Regions from separate parts of the Drosophila melanogaster genome. Here all the other regions are linked to region 4. The links are chromatin contacts, called in public Hi-C and HiChIP or PLAC-seq maps. All regions are on one chromosome and are shown on one strand. Each heading gives the region's core, a stretch centred on a gene start, on an enhancer-like site or on the middle of the called end of the contact. The rest is flanking DNA. Distances are from core to core; before and after follow the strand shown. Region 1 holds the start of CG9175. Region 2 holds the start of retm (real-time). Region 3 holds the start of WDR79 (WD repeat domain 79). Region 4 holds the start of PDZ-GEF (PDZ domain-containing guanine nucleotide exchange factor).

Region 1 (3,048 bases), core at 297-2,796, 220 kb before region 4:
GAACTGGAGGCCAGTTACGAACATGGAGTGTGCATGGGGAATGTGGAGCACGCGCTGCAAAACGTAAGCAAAGAATTGGAGTTAAGACTATTAACGTACACTTTGATTAGTTGCCTCTGCTCACCTGCAGACTGAATGCAATGTACATGGATACGCTGCCTGAGAACATCGTGCCGACGGCCACGAATCGACCATCATCCCGCACTGCCAGTGACGAGAGGCTTTCGTCAATGGCCACAGCCTGACGCAGTTGCCCGCTGGCACAGTCCCAGTGCTGCAGGAAGCCACGCTGCTTTCCCACCTTGCCCAGCGGATTGGCAATGGTAAAGAGGCGGTAGTTATCCTTTTGCGCCTCCACGGTTCCGTAGCGGCACCGTTTGAACAGGTACTTGGCCCCCTCGGGCGTTTTCCACTGCAGCTTGTGTTGCAGCTGGCCGCTGGCCAGGTCCCACACCAAGCCCTGTGCATCCTTGGAGATGCTGGCAATTAGCTTGCTGTCGGGACTGAAGTCCAGGTCATCGATCTCCTTGCTGTGTGCCGCCAGCTCGGCGGCCAGCGTCATCTGGGGGAACGTCCAGACGCGCAGTTTTCCGTCCGTGCCGCCAGTGGCCATCAGACGGCCATTACCGCTGATGCGCACCACGCGCTGCAGGGGCTCGGCGCCCTTGAGGAAGTCCGTCTGGATCACATCCGCCGCCTGGATGTCGAAATGCAGTCGCCGAAACTGACGCAATATGTCGGCGGTGGAAAGGGGTGGCCTGTGCCCGTTGGCCACTGGCTCCACGCCCGAGTGTGCGTTTCGCTGGCGCACGTTGCCGTTCTCGTGCGGCCGTTCCTCCGGAGCAGGCTTGCCGTCCCCGACGCCCACACCGTTTCCATTCCCATCCTCTTCGGATTGAACGCGCGGCTGGACGTAGTACATCTGACAGTGCGCCTCCTGGCCGGCGCACAGATAGCCCCTCCGGCCGCCATTGCGCACCGCGAAGTTCATCACCACATTGGCGCCGGTCTCATGGCGCAAAACCTCCTCCGCGCAGAAGTGGCTGCCGTTGTGGTACAGCTCATAGATCTCCTGGAAAGATCAATCGTCGATTAGAAACATCACAAGAATGCGGCGGAGCGAGCTGAGTTCATACAAAGCCGTTCGCCACTCCCGTTTTGCTGGAGCCACCGCCTCCGGCTACCAGAATGTGGCGGCTGGTTAGCATGTCCACGGCGTACAGCGGGAAGTTCACGCGGGCCAGCAGGCCGTCGCTGGGACGGCGGGTGTGGGCCATTATCAATAATATATCACAATCGACCGGACGCTGGGGGCGGAGGGATTGGGGCTGAGTGATTGACTCGAGTTTATCAGCTCTGGCCGCGGGGCAGGCACATCTAATTGGGTCTACCGCTGGCACACTCCGGCTGTTAACTGACTGGGAATTGTGGGTCGATTCAGTGGACGTTAATCATGGGAACTATTTTCTTATTGTGTTTTGGACTGAGAAAGTTGTCTTAAAAATCCACGTACACTGAATAGCGGTGGCAGGGCGAGGTATCGATACATCGATAGGCAGATTGGTGATTGGTGCCATAGCAGTCAGCTGTCTTCAGCTGATGAACAGGGCTGCCAGACTGGTGACGTGAGCAAACAGCTGATGGGCTGCAATGTTAACAGCTGGAAATATCAAAATATTCACAGCTGTTCTCTAATCGATAGGTAACTTTAAAAATTATCGCAATAAGCTTAATGTTTTTAAGTACATAATTGTTAACCATTTTTATATACATAAGAATTCAAGTATATTGCGATATTTATTTTGCAACGCGTATATTGCACCCAGTACGCTGCATAACGTGGCTTGTCTTCTTTACCTTGTACCTTAAGGTACAATATACCATGTACCCTGTTTGAAATGTTCAATGATCCACCTCATAACCAGTACCTACTGGTACCTACCTTTAAGAACGAGATAGGCTTAATTGTACTTGTAATAAAATTTTATTAAAAAGAAAGTAGACAAATTTCTCCCCTGCAACAACTTGAAAAAGGAATTCTTTTTTCCAAGTGAAATAAGAAATTATAATATTTCAGGATTGTCATTAATGCGGTGGAGCTCAGCAGTGGTCTTCCTGGTTCTTTGTTGTGACAAAATGACCTTCAATCGCTGGTGGGCGGCACAAAGGGGACTCCGAAGTCATATTTATATACTCCTTTACGTGGGAGTTATTTATGTATGTACATATATCAGACAAAGGTGTGAAACGTGTTGAACGAGTTATTGTTCAAATCTGCAGCATCTTAAATTCTCTATTAGGTGTTTCTTATTGCTATTTTCTGACTTTTGTCAACTCTGCGTTGATAACTTTATCAGATTTCAATTAAATTTCTCATCAATTTTGCCATAGATCGTATAGGCTGTATTTAAATTTAAATGGGCGTTAAAGTGAAAACTGTCTACTGTCTACGCACCTAAACTAGTTTTGTTATAATTATTTTCATAGTGCGTGAACAAGTTTTTCCGGCACTTTGATCAAATTTCACTTTTATCGAAGTCAAGGTGGCTTAAGTGATATGTCAATATTGTTAACCTGATTCAAGTGGATGTACGTATGTATGTATATTATTTATAATTATTAAATGAATAAAAAGCTTCAAAAAGGAAGACATAATCAAGTTCGTTGTCCTTGTGTTTCTTTTGAAGTGTCACAACACTCATTCGTATTTATTTGAAAAGTTTAGGATCTTACTTTTGGGATTCAACAGACTTTTTTGGGCGTACATAATAAATTCAAAATTGTCATTTGAATTATAACCGACAAAAGAAAACAAACAAAAGACGCACTGGCGCCATCTCTTTTCCACTCGCACAGCTTCCAGGTCAGCAACAACAACAAAGCCCAGCTGGTGCTCACCGATCGCGACGCCGCGTCGCTGCTTTCGTTTTCTTCTCTGCTTTCTGTTTCTTCCTTGCTCATTCGCTTAATTTTCGCCGACGCGATCACAACTGTAAAAAACAACTGCCGAAGTTCTCGCACCGTATTTTAACTGTTAACAATTCAAAA
Region 2 (2,920 bases), core at 242-2,741, 130 kb after region 4:
TGTCCTGGCGGGCGGTAATGGTCTAAAATGCTGGAACTTTGCCTGCATCTTTGGGGACATGCGAGTGGACAGGTGTCCTATCGTGCGGCTCATAAATGTTGCTTAAATTTAAATTACCCCTGTCGGTGACGTACGTAGAATAAATGTTTGACCTTTGACATTTGAGACTTTTGAGTTTCTGTCACGAAAAGCGCTTTCTTACTTCTGTCTACAAGGGAAAACATACATAAACACTCAAAGTATCGAATAACCATAATAGGCTTTTCATTTTAGGTGATTTGTGTTTGGACTACACTTTTAGTCTAATATATGACTGTATAGTTATTTTAAGTACAAAAAACGGCACTTGAAGTGATTTCTGTTGCTTAAATAAACTTTTGAAGTAAAAAACAGTTCGTTTTCTTATCAGTCAGTGAAAAGGCAAAAAATAAAATGATTTGCAAAGGAAACAGAGGTAGGAGGGAGGAAAAGCTTCAATAAAAAAGACAACCATTTTTTATCTTATAAATTTATAACCCCAATTTCGATAATTTACGATAAATGTTAATACATTCAAAAAGGCGCATTATGTAAATTAACAGCATTAAAAAAAGAACAAATTTCTATGGCATAAATGAGACTAAAACGCAAAGCTGGACGCAAACAATCAGTAGATTAATAAAAATAAATGAAAAATTCACAAACAAGTCGTTTCAACCAAACCGCCCCCTCCCACCGACAAACTATTTACACACGCACACACACGCACACGTACATGCAGTGTGTATTATTCAATTGGATAAAGAATCTATCTCTATCTCGCTCTTCGAGCGCAACTGCGAAAGAGAGAGCATGTTGGGCGGGGGGAGGAATTGCTGTCCAAGGTTAATTTTATTTATCTGCAGCTTGGATTTGAATAAATGAAGCAACTGTGTCCGAGCGGAAACAACGATACACAACGACCCTTTGCGAGTCGCAGTGAATTAGTGGCTATGCCATCGCATAATGCACAATTTAAACTTAAATTGATGGGTATGTGTAAACAGGCAGTGGGACACGCCTATAAGGCCGCCCACTCCACACGACGAAATGGAGAGGGGAAAATGCAATGTACACACCTTCATCACCAGCTCAAAAGGATATTTGTAGACGCGAACGGGTGACTGGAATTTTTGCACCATCTTGCTGCCTTTCAATCGTCCGTTCCGTGTTTTTTATTTCAAATTTTCGTTGCACTGATTGTGGAGTTCGCACTGTTTAAAAAATCAATTTTCACTCTGCGCTTTTCCGTTGCAGTATAATGAGCGCGCGGGGGCGGGGAAGGTGACCAAACTTGGGCACTGGAATACCGAGCTGGGTTTGTTTTTTTGCTCGTGACAGTTCACGCCACTGCTATTTATTTCACTGAGTTGTGTCTGGTATCCGTTGGCTCCTAGCGTAGGAGTTCTAGAGAACCGCCTGGCCGTGGAAAACAGAGAAAGCCTTTCTCCGAGTTTGATTAACAGACGCCAATGGTGTGACCGCTTTTCGCTAGGTGGCATTCGCCCTGGAAAAATATCCGATGAATACCGAAGCTGGTTTACTGTATCTAGGGATTACAATGCACTTGAAATATGCCGTTCACACAGGGCCGCTTGAGAGAGCTGATGCGAAGCGTACACACCGAGTGTATTATATGCAAAAACTTGACAAATTTAAATCAAACAAGCCCCATAAAAACGAAAATGAATTGAGGATGAAAGCTAAAGAACAGTGGAATAATTTTGAATACCTATGCATGCGACATCTCTCGGTAAGTCAATGAAATTTGAATCTTTTTTAAAGCGACACCTGTCGTAATTTGTATGCATTATCAGTTGCGTTACTGCAGTTGTATGGGACTTAAATTGTATCTTTGTTAAATTTATTAGATATAAACAATAAATAATATCGCGAAAATACCGTTAAGCGATAGGTGACCGTCATAGGAGTGGCAACACTGGCTGCACTGCCTCTGCGGAGCGGATAAAACAAATCAAAAATCAATAGCCGGGGGATCGAGTACCCACTGCAGGATGAGCATCGACGACGTCATCTATGTGATCTGCCTGCTGGGCTGCATCGGAGCCGGCAGCTATGTGAAGAAGATCGCGGACGAGGGCCAGCGCAAGCTGGTGTCCACTGGGCTAGGCGTTCTTGTGGTTGTCATTGTCTCGGGGCTCCACAGTCTGCACTGCTTTGTTTCCCTGGCACTGGGCACGGCCGCCGTGCTTCTCGTGCACCCGAGGTTAGTTGGTGATCCTGAACCTGTGGAAAATTACCAATAACCACACTGCTCCCTCTTCCAGCAAGGGTCACCTGGTCACGTTTGCGGTCATGTTTGGCTACCTGGTGTTCTTCCGCATTTTCGACTTCTACTTCGGCATTCCCGGCCACACGAACATGATACAAATGATACTAACACTAAAGGTGGGTTGCATAACCATTCATTGCCATTACTTAGCTCGTAATCCTTGCATCGGCAGGTTTCGGGCATTGCCTTCGAGAAGACTGCCGCCTGGAAGCGACTGCAAGCGCACGACGAGCAAAAGAAGAACGACCAGCGGGATGTGCACCAGGAGAGTCCAATCGAGATCACCGACTACGATGTGGAATTGCAGAGCCTGAGTGCCGCTGAGATCCTGCACTACAGCTTCAACTACATCGGAGTTCTTACAGGTGAAGATTGGACCAGATTCAACCTAGTTTCCTATCCACAAGCACTAAAAATGTAGTCACAATACAACCAGATACCAAAGTCCAATTCAATTGCTGATTGTAAAACATTACACACACATGCTTATAATCGATTTCAACCGCATCAATATAATCATCAGTATCAAGTAGATAATAATTTGTAAATCTGCATTTAAAACGAAACCACTCATGTCCATTGATTGCAGGTCCCTATTATCGGTATCGC
Region 3 (3,110 bases), core at 560-3,059, 200 kb before region 4:
GCGTTCTCGTAGAGAACTTCCTTCTGATTTTGATTCACATCGGCCGGCGCCGGCAACTCCGTCGTTTCCGTTCCGTTTAAGGTCACGTTGTCCCCTTGGGCACTTTGGTCTGTAAAGTGGAACTGCCCCGAGCTGGTGGCTAGAATCGGCATAGCCGGATTGAGTGCCACTCCGTTGCAGCAGTCTGAATGCAGGGGCAGTACGGAAGGATCTCCGTATTTTTTGAGATCCCAAACATTGACGAATCCCCGTGTGTCACCGCTAGCCAGCCAATTGCTGTCGGATGCGAGGTCGAATTGAATACGCTGATTGGTGTCCACATGGCGCTGCAACTCCACCAGTGGCTGCTTGTAGTTGCGCATGTCCCACTGCAAGATCTTATCGCACTTGCGAGCTCCACTGAACAGATGCCACTCCCCGTTGCCAAACTCTCCATAGCGCAGTTGTGTGATGCCGCCCTTGTGCCCTCCCAGCGTGAAGAGAGGACCCTGCTTGTGGCTACACCGCAAGTCAAAGTGCTGGATGTAGCCATGCCAGTTGCCGCAGGTTAGAGTGTGCGGGTGCGCAGTGGTCTGTGCAATGCAGGATATGGCAAACTTGACAGGGTAATCGTCGCAAAAACGTCCGGGTCTACGGAGTAGAGTTTGAGTTGCATTAAATGAGCGTACGAAAATAAGCAGCCGACTCACCTGCTGGTGTCGAAGATCTTGATGCAGCGCTTGTATCCCGCATAGATCTGCTCGCCGTCATGGGAGAAGGCCAAGGAAATGGCCGCCATTACTTCGTCTACGGCATCGTACCCACTGTAGCTGCATCGCAGGGAACCGTCGAAGGCATCCCACATGTGTATGGGTTCGTGCTGCCGCGTGGCCAGCCACCTGCGTGAAATGGGAACGGTATAAGATTGGGGAGAGCGTCAGAGAGTTGTCAACTCACAAGCAGGTTTCTGGTTGCAGGCTGTTCATGTGCGGATACCAGACGCAGTCGTAGACGGTTCCGCCCTCGGGCACGTGCACCTCCGACTGGAGCTTGGTCAGAGAGCGTGCCGGCTGCACCGTATCTGCGGAGTAGAGGTCACTGGGCATCTCTATAACGTGCATGCCGTCTAGGTGAACGGGCACCAGAAGGCACGTGCCGTCCGGGGACCAGTAGCAGCCTTTGGTGTAGTGCTGAGCCTCCGTGGACGAGGTCCAGCAGCGTCGGCCCAACTCAACAAGTGCTCCCTGGAAGTACTGGAGGACGGGAGCAATCGCAAGCTCCTGGTCTTCCGGCTTCGCCTCATTGCCATTCGACGTCAGCTCCAAAGTGTCCTCTATGTCGACGACCCGCACGCTTTCCTCTTCCTCATCCCCATTCGCTTCCTCCTCGGCAGCCAGGCTTGTCTCCATGGGCACACCCGCATGCGGCGATTCAACGGCGTTCTTTGGACGCCCGGAACGCAGCTTTAGGATCTCCTCCGCCGAAAGAGTCACGCTCAGTTTGGGCAACGAAAGATCGCCATTGGACGTGACCATGGTGCTGCTGAAGCTCACGTTGTGATTCAGCATGGATGCCTCCACATCGCCCATGCTGGTGCTTAAATTGACCGCTTGGGGAAATATTTGTTTTACTCATTTCCGTGCTTTCGTTTAAAACGTCACTTACATTCGTCCATATCGCCACTTTTACCGCTCAAGCACAGTGTGACCGTGCGAGGATAGCGCAAAAATAAGCTGGCCGCTTGCCAACGGTTTTTAAAGTGCATTTCCATTTTAAACGAATTTTCGATCATTAAGGATTTTTCCAAAACATTTTGTGTTAACATAAATATAAGCAAAGATTTAAGGTACAAGCCAACCATCATCTATGCAACTCGCAACTGTACAAGTTTTTAGACATAAAAAACTTAATAAAAAATTCCTTTTTTAGTTTTTATTCTAAAAATCTCATACGTCCAAACATTATTCTAGAGGCAAAGTTGCATGGATCCTAGATAAATAATCCCTAGATAAATCATTTCCACCAGCACTAGATGGCCAGCGATGCCCACTGCAGCTCCATTGCTCAGCGCTTTTGTTTGCATCCGGTAGAACATGGCGGAAATGCTCAGAGGAAGCGCCACCTCAATCTCGCTGGTGTCGAATTCCAGGTCATGCCGCTGGCCCAGAACCAGGCGTGCGTGCTGCAGGACACGCTGATGCGGCGCTCTGCCCTCCACCATAGCCAGATGTGCCACATGGAACTCGTAGCCAACGCTGAGGAAGATATTCCGACAGCTCAGGCTCTGTCTCATTTCGTCGTAGACTGCCTGAACGGGTGGTGGCATCTCGTGGACGTTCTCCGGGTAGCGCACCTCCATGGGCAGCCACTTGTCCGGCTGCGGTCTGCCCAGATGGGAGACGAACACCTTGGTCACATCCTCCAGCTGGGTGCAGTTGTGGGGCAGCAGCAGGCTCCATATCTGGGCCTGCAAGCCCTGGCAGTACTCGGTGTGGTTGGCGTGTGCCTGGAGCAAGGGAGCCGCGTGGCGGAGTTCACAACGGGTAAGGAGGTCTATACCGAAGCGCAGAGCTTCCTTGTGGTCCAGTGCGCGTTGGCAGCTGCTTCCTCGTGGCTTCCTGGAGGGCAGGGAAAGCCAGTGAAACTCTTTGATATTTTGGTTAAGGCTGTGATAGCTTATTAGCTGCTTATCCTCGCTGCTGTTCTGTGGTAACATTCTGGAGAGGATTACAGGGGCGCCAGATAGGTAACCGAGTGGACCGGAAGTGGGCTTGGTCAGCGATTCGTTCAGAGTGACAAACTCAACGTTGTAGCGAAGCCAAAGTGGCTCGTTGTCGTCCTCCGCCAGTTTGGCCTCCTCTAGAAAAAGCTTTGCTTCGAGGATATTCGTAAAGTTGTGAATCAGTTGCAGCTCCACATGATCAACTATAACATCCAGTTGGGTGTCGTTCCCTCGCTCCAAGCAACGCATTGACTTATTCGCTCCTCTAAGGCAGACCTGTACGATCAGCCCGTTTACTTCCGGTTCTTCTAGATCGCGGGGTTTTGATAGGATCTCGTAGTTGGAAGTCTGGTTCAGTAGGCTCCAGATGCTCTCCTGCAGCTGGGCGGAATCCTTCATTCTGCAGACG
Region 4 (2,863 bases), core at 358-2,857:
ATTGAACATGATTTTAGCAGGTTATAATTCAATTATCAATTTCGACAGCTATCCGGGAAGAACGTAATTTTAAAGAGAAATGCATGTAGAGAACTTAATGAATAACAATCGCAAATCAAACCCCGAATTTAATACGTTACACATTCTTCGACTGGGTATGCCCAATCGGAAATTATCCAAATATGTATGTATATCAGAGGTAACGACTGTTTGTACGGTAAAACACAGGAATCGCTAACAAATATTATACTTCTAAGGACACAATCAAGTGAATAGCTTATAAAATCCCTCGAATAATACACATTGAAAGAGTTTAAGTGTAAATAATATTGGTAGAAAACTCCGTATGGTAATATTTGTGCATTCTATCCAATGGATAATTAAATGGAATCGAAAATGAAAACATTGACATATGTGTGTACCTATCGCTCCTCCACCTGAACGCTATCTATCAAATCAATTATGCTTTACATATTTACTAGAGTAAAGTGAAATGAGTCTATATTTATAAAAACTAAATAATGTCCACCTGCCGTTGCTGCCCCTTTTCCTGGAAATTACAACTGCATTTTGACGATGTATCGCGATGGAAAAAAAATATTTAAAGCCTGCATATAATTTTGACAATAACTGTTTAAACAAAGAAGTGTGAAAACAATTGTGCAAATTGCTTTGTATTTCTGCAAATCTAAACTCGTTCGAGTTAAAAACCTAGGCTAATCGCAGACATTCGTTCTTAAATCTCTAGTCTACACAAAAGTCAATTAGACGCATATCAAAAATGTATTTTGTTTAACCAAATTTTTACTGTGCCTTTTCCCTCCTATTTTCTTGTGCTGTACAAAGTCTTAATAACCGTATATCTATTTTATTTAATTTGTATTCTATCAAATGCTTAAAAAGGTTTCGCTGAATAAAGATATGCAGTTATATCAACTCGATCTAAGAAAATAAGTTTTAATCATAAGCATAGTTGTAAGTTCGTTTTAAATTTGCATGATAGACGACATTTACATTATTTCAGTTAAGAGTTCAATGGTTTTCATGTATTCCAAATATTTAAAATGATTCTTTACTAAATATAAATATAATTATTTTAATTTAGCATAACCATAAACTAAACGATACGTTTCCCTTTCTAAAGATCAGTGTAACTCAAAATATAAATAAGCAAAAAGTAGAGACAAGAAAGAAAATCGTTGAGCACAATCATGTTTAATAAAAAGAACTCTAAAGATGAAACTCAGAATTGTACGCTTTTTGAAATGGAAGAAATTGCATTAGATTATAAATAAAGAAAAATCCTTAAAAACACAGCATTTCGATTTTCTGGGGCAAACTTGACTTTGTTTTAAAAAGTTTGCAATTTATAAATTGATAACGGTAATGTATGAAAATAATAAAAATCACCAAGGCGCCATCTATAAATAAATGTTTTAAAAAACATAAAGCAGAAATAACCGATTCCCAGATCAGCGGGTATTTTTTGAAACAGAAGTGGCGCCACTAGCGTATTAAAAAGGAACTTAGTGAACAATCTATACCAACCAATCGGTATTTAAATACCGCAATTCAGCGATAGTCATAGATAGTATAGAAAACCTGGTATCACTGAGCGGTGTGGTCACACTGTAAGACGCGTCGGACTTTTAGTTTTCAGCTACTTAATTTTTCTAAATTAAACGGTCGCCCTCGAATCGAAAAACTAATTCACCAAATGAAAGCAACTCGAAATACCATCTTACACACTCGGCCACGCAGCTGAGAGCGAAAAGCGCTCACAAAACTGCAGTGCAACAGCCACTTTTCCTCGTCGAGATGTGTGTTTGTGTGTGTGAGTGAAAGAAATTCCAACAATGCGCACCACAATACCAATACACACACAGGCTGCTTGAATCTCTTTATGCAGCAGTGTACGCAAAAAGGGCAGCTGGGAAACTACTTGCGTCTAAAAAAAAAGTGCGTATAATTAGCAAGTGCAGGGGCATAAACACAGTCCCAACCAACTCCCCACCCCCCGCCACTGGAGGACCCTTGCTGGCTGCAAAAACCATTCAACTGCACCAAACACGCCCATATCTGCTGGCTGTGCGAGTGTGTTAGTGCGTCTGCTGTCTGTGTGGGTGGTGCAAAGTGTGTTTTATTTACTACGCTTTGATTTTGCAATGCTCCTATTATTATTGTTGTGTATGGCTTATCCGCGCTTCGGATGTCGTCGCCTACAATTTTCGTTTCATTTTTTGTTATTATTTTTCTGTGTCGCTCGCCCCCTCGCACACACACATGCAAACGCTCAGCAATCGCTCTCACGTACAGTAGCAGCTTTGGCTCCCACACACATGCACACTCCGCCGACGCGTAGGCAGCGCATACTCAATCTCCCATGAGAATTTTCGCCCGCTCTCCGATTGTTTTTGTTTGCCTTAATTTATTGGCAGCATTGTGTTTGTTGTGGCGGAAAATGAAAGTGTGTTAGTGCGGGCAGCAAAAAAAACCCAGCAAAAAAAAAAAAACAAAAATTAAAAAACAAAAGCAGCAACCTGCGCGGCCAGCAAACAAAAAGCCGAATAAGAATTGACTAACAAACTCTCACAGCAATTTCGTTTCGAAAACCTTTGTTTTCGAGCGCCGTGTGCATCGCAATCAAAGCTCCGCAGATGCCACTACATCCGCGATTTGGGCCACCCTTTCTTCAAATTGGCCCAAACGCTATACAATGGCTAATCTCTCGGCCAATTGTTTTCGGTTACAAAAGCAAACAATGAACAAATGGCAATTTTAAAAGTTGCCACTATTGTTGCTTTTATCTATATCCGTGATCATGAGGATATAACAAGTTACAGAAAGTTGATTGTGGTTTTAG

Evidence for each region. A called contact is a pair of places that touch in the nucleus more often than the background predicts. HiChIP or PLAC-seq counts read pairs in DNA pulled down with a chosen protein or histone mark.
Region 1: a Psq HiChIP or PLAC-seq map of the Kc167 cell line shows a contact between it and region 4, with 7 times the contacts expected there. The contact joins the promoter of CG9175 here to the promoter of PDZ-GEF in region 4. A contact is called at or near these places in 16 of 107 Hi-C or Micro-C datasets (the Clone 8 cell line, the D17-c3 cell line, the Kc167 cell line and 4 more) and 2 of 6 datasets of contacts at active chromatin or transcription factors (both in the Kc167 cell line).
Region 2: a contact with region 4 is called in a CP190 HiChIP or PLAC-seq map of the Kc167 cell line, with 4 times the contacts expected there. The contact joins the promoter of retm here to the promoter of PDZ-GEF in region 4. A contact is called at or near these places in 19 of 107 Hi-C or Micro-C datasets (the Clone 8 cell line, the Kc167 cell line, the ML-DmBG3-c2 cell line and 11 more) and 3 of 6 datasets of contacts at active chromatin or transcription factors (the Kc167 cell line and the S2 cell line).
Region 3: a Hi-C map of the S2 cell line shows a contact between it and region 4, with 4 times the contacts expected there. The contact joins the promoter of WDR79 here to the promoter of PDZ-GEF in region 4. A contact is called at or near these places in 35 of 107 Hi-C or Micro-C datasets (the Clone 8 cell line, the D17-c3 cell line, the Kc167 cell line and 13 more) and 4 of 6 datasets of contacts at active chromatin or transcription factors (the Kc167 cell line and the S2 cell line).

What each region holds. Positions count from the first base shown.
Region 1 is chr2L:6,097,420-6,100,467 of dm6, forward strand. It overlaps CG9175, which reads right to left and starts at 1,547. Exons shown (of 5, transcript NM_164681.3): 1 at 1,514-1,547; 2 at 1,137-1,418; 3 at 125-1,072; 4 at 1-54. The coding sequence starts at 1,277. It overlaps stai (stathmin), which reads left to right and starts at 2,958. Exons shown (of 7, transcript NM_164682.3): 1 at 2,958-3,048.
Region 2 is chr2L:6,454,438-6,457,357 of dm6, forward strand. retm (real-time) reads right to left here and starts at 1,492. Exons shown (of 6, transcript NM_001298743.1): 1 at 1,098-1,492. The coding sequence starts at 1,160. It overlaps frj (farjavit), which reads left to right and starts at 1,615. Exons shown (of 7, transcript NM_205915.3): 1 at 1,615-1,771; 2 at 1,928-2,245; 3 at 2,307-2,427; 4 at 2,484-2,676; 5 at 2,901-2,920. The coding sequence starts at 2,034.
Region 3 is chr2L:6,125,966-6,129,075 of dm6, forward strand. It overlaps WDR79 (WD repeat domain 79), which reads right to left and starts at 1,810. Exons shown (of 4, transcript NM_001298736.1): 1 at 1,645-1,810; 2 at 937-1,588; 3 at 690-878; 4 at 1-630. The coding sequence starts at 1,771. tctn (tectonic) reads right to left here. Exons shown (of 3, transcript NM_135154.3): 3 at 1,907-3,110. The coding sequence ends at 1,946. B9d2 reads right to left here. Exons shown (of 3, transcript NM_001201775.2): 3 at 1,907-3,110.
Region 4 is chr2L:6,322,160-6,325,022 of dm6, forward strand. PDZ-GEF (PDZ domain-containing guanine nucleotide exchange factor) reads left to right here and starts at 1,608. Exons shown (of 8, transcript NM_001273197.1): 1 at 1,608-1,834. Ddr (Discoidin domain receptor) reads left to right here. Exons shown (of 17, transcript NM_001298737.1): 17 at 1-1,307.